Linked DNA regions of Gossypium arboreum: region 1 is linked to region 2. Evidence: chromatin contacts called from public Hi-C data. All regions are on one chromosome and are shown on one strand. Each heading gives the region's core, a stretch centred on a gene start, on an enhancer-like site or on the middle of the called end of the contact. The rest is flanking DNA. Distances are from core to core; before and after follow the strand shown.

What was found. Hi-C and Micro-C count contacts between places; a contact is called where the count stands out from the background.
Region 1: a contact with region 2 is called in a Hi-C map of leaf, with 5 times the contacts expected there. The contact joins the promoter of LOC108463963 here to the promoter of LOC108461960 in region 2. A contact is called at or near these places in 2 of 5 Hi-C or Micro-C datasets (both in leaf).

What each region holds. Positions count from the first base shown.
Region 1 is chr13:28,540,542-28,543,340 of ASM2569848v2, reverse strand. It overlaps LOC108463963 (probable protein S-acyltransferase 22), which reads left to right and starts at 1,496. Exons shown (of 9, transcript XM_017763995.2): 1 at 1,496-2,252; 2 at 2,382-2,495. The coding sequence starts at 2,211.
Region 2 is chr13:27,725,952-27,728,712 of ASM2569848v2, reverse strand. It overlaps LOC108461960, which reads left to right and starts at 1,320. Exons shown (of 2, transcript XM_017761956.2): 1 at 1,320-1,648; 2 at 1,871-2,761. The coding sequence starts at 1,912.

The sequences.
Region 1 (2,799 bases), core at 247-2,746, 810 kb before region 2:
AGTTGTGACGAGTTTTATAAAATCTACAATTTTCAGTTTTGGAATAAGATAAATTTTGAAAATATATGACTAAAGTTTCAATTTATTAATGTAACCTTCCAAAACCAACCATAACGTCTAGGTTAGGTTTGAGGTGTGACACTTTGCCTCAAACACTCTGCGAACCATTTGAGTCCTAAAGACCAAAAGGGGATGTGATTTTTTTTTTTAAAATCAGACACATGCCTGATATCTAACAATACGCCACCTTCAACCGAATTATATATAGAGAACAACGAATCATCACCATTGTGCTCAGCCACATTAGCTACTTCTGTAATTATTCGAAAGTGTTAGAAATAAAATTTGTGATCCCGTCGAACTTTTTCATATCGAAATTCATCATTGACTCTGATATCAATTTGTTGGGGACCGACCCGTATAAACAACGAGATAGTAAAGTGGAGAAGAACAAACACAAATATTTACATGGAAAACTCCTTCGAAGAAGATAAAACCATGAACGAAGGAGGCTTCGGCTTTTCAGTAAATGAGTAAACACACGAGAGTACAATATGGAGAAAATAAACCTAAATATATGAAATGTACAAAACCCAAACTTTGAAAACGAAACCCTAACTTGGGAACATAATTCACTCCATAGTTACCACAAAAAACTTTCTCAAATTCATATGCGACTACTTCTTGTCCCCTTAAAAGAAAAACCCTCTCTGATTGGCATGTCTAAATCAGGGTTACAAAGGCCACGACTTTCCTTATTGTGATGTCGCCGCTGCTCCTACATCAAGAGATCGTCGCCTCGTTTTTACGTCTTGACGACCTTCGTCGTGACGTCGTCCCTTGCCCGTCGCATTGTTGTAATGTCACATATCTCCTCGTCGTGACGTCGCACATGTATCTCCAATAAGTGCTTGCAAAACGTTCGATAAATGCGAGACATACGCCACAAATGTTGATAGTGAAGTGGTTTGATTTTATAAGAAAAATTAATAGGTTATATCATTAATTGATGTTAAAAATAAAAAAAATAGTTAAATAAGATACATGGTATTTTTAACATTGCTTGTAATAAAAACCTCAAACGAAATAATAATTTATAATACAAATTATCATAAAATATTTTAAACATGATTATAATGTGATGATATGCATTAAAATGATATGAAAACATGAAATGCACTAGGACAAAAATTATGGGAGGAATCTTATGCAAAAGTTTGAATTTTTTTTTTCACATCTAAAAGAAAGATAAAGGAAAATGAATATGATGATGGGTGAAAAAAAAAGAGAAAAGGGATAGGCTAAAGTCGAAAGAATGTAAGAAATGAAATACTTATGTCAAAATATTTTTTAAAATACTAAAATATATAATTATGCATACTTTTTTTTCTTGGCAAATTATGAATACTTCTAAGCTAAAATAATAATAATAATAATAATGTATAATTTAAGACTAAAAACGCTAACTGGGTCAAAATATTGATGGAAAATGCTGAAAAAGGAATTTTTAAGACAATTGTTGGTGAAGGCAATTACAAAAGATGAAACCGAACAACTGTCTATTTGCAGCGATGGGCCTGATGTTGTGACACTTTGAACATGATTAAATTAAACAAAGAAAATTAAACAAAAAATTAAAGTAAAAAAAAAAGTAAAAGTTGGGTTTTGAAGGTACATTATAGGCAATGGAAACGAAAGAATGAAAAAAAAAAAAAAAAAACCAGTTCTCTCGCATGTTGTTACTTAGAGACACAGTTTGAGAGTTTTGAGACAGATCTTATGGCCAAGCAAAATGCTTTATATAAGAAACAAATAAATACCCAAACCCCAGACTAGCCCTTCTTGTGTTTTTTTCTGTCTTTTCTCTTTCATTGCATGAGGCAGGGGCCATGATTGTGTGAACCAGACAAAGCTTTCCTTACTGTCCAAACCTATCTTCTTCAGCTACCTTGTTCTTTTTCTTTTACACTTTACATTTTTCTTGCCCTTTTTTTTATTAGACCCGTGAAGGTAAAAAAAAAAACAAAACAAAAAAAAAAAACAAAGGGTAATGCTTGGTTGGTGGTCTAGTGAAATGAGTGATCTTTATTTTCCCCGGAAAGTGAGGGAAAGTGTGAGAAACTAAGTATAGGAAAAATACCCAGCAGATTTTGACTTTCACTCTTTTCCATATTTTCCCCTTCTCTGTTCGTTTAACATTTTAAGAGGAAATGAGGAAGCATGGATGGCAGCTTCCTTATCATCCACTCCAGGTATTTTTTGTTTTTGGTTCTTTGTTACTATTTCCATTTTTATGTAAAATTGCTGAGCTTTTTTGTTGTTCCAATTCTGGGTAATTTAGCAAAGTTTTCGTTTTTTTTTTTTTACTTATTTTTGCAAAGGTGGTTGCTGTTGCTGTGTTCTTGGCACTTGGATTTGCATTCTATGTGTTCTTTGCTCCTTTTGTTGGGAAGAAGATGTTTCAATACATTGTGATTGGAATCTATACTCCTCTTGTAAGCCATTTCAACATTTTTCCTTTTATTTTATTTTTATTTTCTAGTAGGTGGAAGAATTGAGATCTATGTTTTCTTTGCCTGTTGGTCTCTCTGATTCATTTATTTTCCCTCTAATCTAAGGGTCCTTTCCTTTTTCTAAATCTGATTTTTTTTTCTTTTTTTTTTCTTTTGGTTGTTTTATCTTATGGAGTCTCTCAAGCATATCATCAACTTGTGACTTTAGCTGATAAGGGCAATTGTCTTTTAGCCATTGTTCCTTTTAGGAGGCATTGATTCTATACAAGAGTTTCAAATTTCATCC
Region 2 (2,761 bases), core at 71-2,570:
CTCATATAAAATATATTTTTTAAAATTATCAATGGTGTCGCCAAACACACCAACGACACCTATTAAAAAATGTATATTTTTTAAAATTATTAGTGTTGCCTGATACATCAGTAGCACCCATTAAAAAATAATTTTTATTTTAAAATTATCAGTGGTGCCACCTGATACACCAACGACACAAATTAAAAAATATTTTTTTACTGTCTCAACTTTTTTTGGACACCGTTTTCTTTTTTAAATTCATTGGTGTTGCTTGACACACCGATGGCACCCATTAAAAAATATTTTTTTCTTGTCTCAACTTTTTGTGTAACACTGTTTTTTTTTTAAATTCATCATGCTTCCTGACAGATTGGTGACTCCATTAAAAAATTATTTTTTTTGTTTTATTTCACCATGTATACTCATATTTTCATGGATATTTTAGAAAAATATGTATCAATGTTACGTGACACAATGGATGTACCAATAAAAAATTATGTTTTTCTTTAAAACACATGATAACATAATGATTGGCTAAAAAGAGAGGGTGGTACCGCCAAAATGTATCAGGCTGCACCAACGGGTACTGTAACAACCAACATATTTTCATAAATAATTTGTCCTCCAATTTATTTTCATAATTAATTAATTTTTTATATTATTTATATAAAACCCTCCTATTTTAGTTACTCTTATTCGAAGTAATCATTGTCTTTACAAATTTTAATAATTCATTAATGAATTACTATGGTGAGACATTAACCCATTGAATAATAGAAAGGTGATATATATATATATATTTTGGGACTTCTCTCTCTTTTTTTTTTTTCCTACTGCTTAACAACAACCATCACCATATAGCATCTTCAAGCCTCCTATCACTTATCCTCACCTGAGGCAGAGTCAAAGCCACCCAAACTCCCCCACGTACCCATCTCCACTGCAGCTCTATTTAGGGAACTTAAGTATTACGTCCTGAAATCTGTATTAATCATCATTCTCATAACAATTACTTGACTTCATCCATGCTTTCATTAAGCAGATCAGGCAATGAGATATGCATGTGTGTGTGTGTGTGTGTGTGTGTGTGCAAATGTTGAAGAAGCTTCTTCACCTTGGATGGTTTTGAGCTGCGCAGGTGTACACTTCTTCAAGTCGAGCTTCCAGCTTTTAGACGCCTTAATTTTTGTCAGCAGCACTGGGAACCAAAATCTTCTTAATTTGATCAAAGTTTAATATATAGAGATCCTAAAATTCAATTACTCTCAATGAGTTAACCACGTGAGCCTATTTAATTAAAGTGGTTAAATTAAAATAATTAAAATAAAATAAATTCTATTTTAAAATGAGTATAGTGTAGTTTATCCTAGTTTAATCAATCAAAAGCCCAATTGGTTTTTATAAAGAAAATCCCAATTTTGTAAAAGATTTTGGCCGGAAATTCCAAAAATGGCAGTCACCTGTTGAATTTGATTTCCTCCATGTCCAGTGTTGACAACTATTTCCCAATCTTGAAAACCCCGAAACACAAAAAAGCAAAGCCCATTTTCAATCCGTTACAGACTAACGAACGCCGGCACGATGGCATAGCACCTCAAAAAATGGCAGCTAACTTCTTCAGACATTCCCTTTGTTTTGCGATGTCAATGCTATAACATCCAAATTCGTACGTTTTTTTTTTTTAATAACCAATCTTTCTTTTCTTCTTCTTCCATAAAAGACTTTTTTTTTTTTAACACTCGAGAATTTCCCTCCAATCCCACAATCTTCATGCTTTTCACTTTCACTGTGTTTTCTTCGTGAACTTCTCGGGGATTACAAAGGTGGGTCAAGCACTTTCAGATCTGATTTACACTTCTGTTTTATATAATTTCCTGTGTTTATTTAGCTGCTGGGGTCGATATCTTTTCTGGGTTTTGATTAACGAAAATGGAACCTGGTAGCGTACGAATGAGATCAGATCATTTAGAGAAAGAAGGATCTAAGGAAACCCATGAAGAAAGTTTTGAGCTAGAATCATCCTATGATGTTAGTGATGATAACTACCAATTCCATTCGATGAATGCATTAGAGATCTTAAGAGAAACTGTTAGGATTTTACGGTACAATTCGTCCAGTTTTTTTATCATTGCAGTTTTGTTAATTTGCCCTGTATCTGCGGTCTTTATGTCTAATTTGTTAGTTGATCATTCCATTGTGAAGAGATTAACTGTTAGGCTTTTGTTAGTTGCCAAAACCTGTGGACTCCCATTGAAGCCTTTCATCCAACAGTCGTCACAAAGGTTCGCCGAGTCGGCTGTTTCCTCCGCAATGTGCTTCCCTTTGTTCATCACATTGTCTTTGTTATCCAAGGCTGCGGTGGTTTATTGTGTAGATTGTACCTACTCAAGGAAACCGGCCGATGCTTCAAAGTTTTTCACGATAATCCTAAAGTTTTGGAGGCGGCTCATTTGCACATATATGTGGATGTGTATGGTTATTGTTGCTTGTGTGACCACTTTCTTTGTTTTCCTTGTTGTGGCATGTAGCTTACTTTCTGTTGTTGGCTTTACACCTGACTTGATTGTGTACGTGGTGATAATGATGGGGCTAGTGTTCTCGGTTGTCTTCGCGTATGCCATTGTTGTTTGCAATATCGGGATTGTAATCTGCGTGTTGGAGGAAGTTTCGGGACCGCAGGCAATGCTTCGGGCCGGTGTTCTTATCAAGGGGCAGACTCAAGTTGGTCTCTTGATATTTCTTGGCTCTACAATTGGTTTAGCATTTGTGGAAGGGTTGT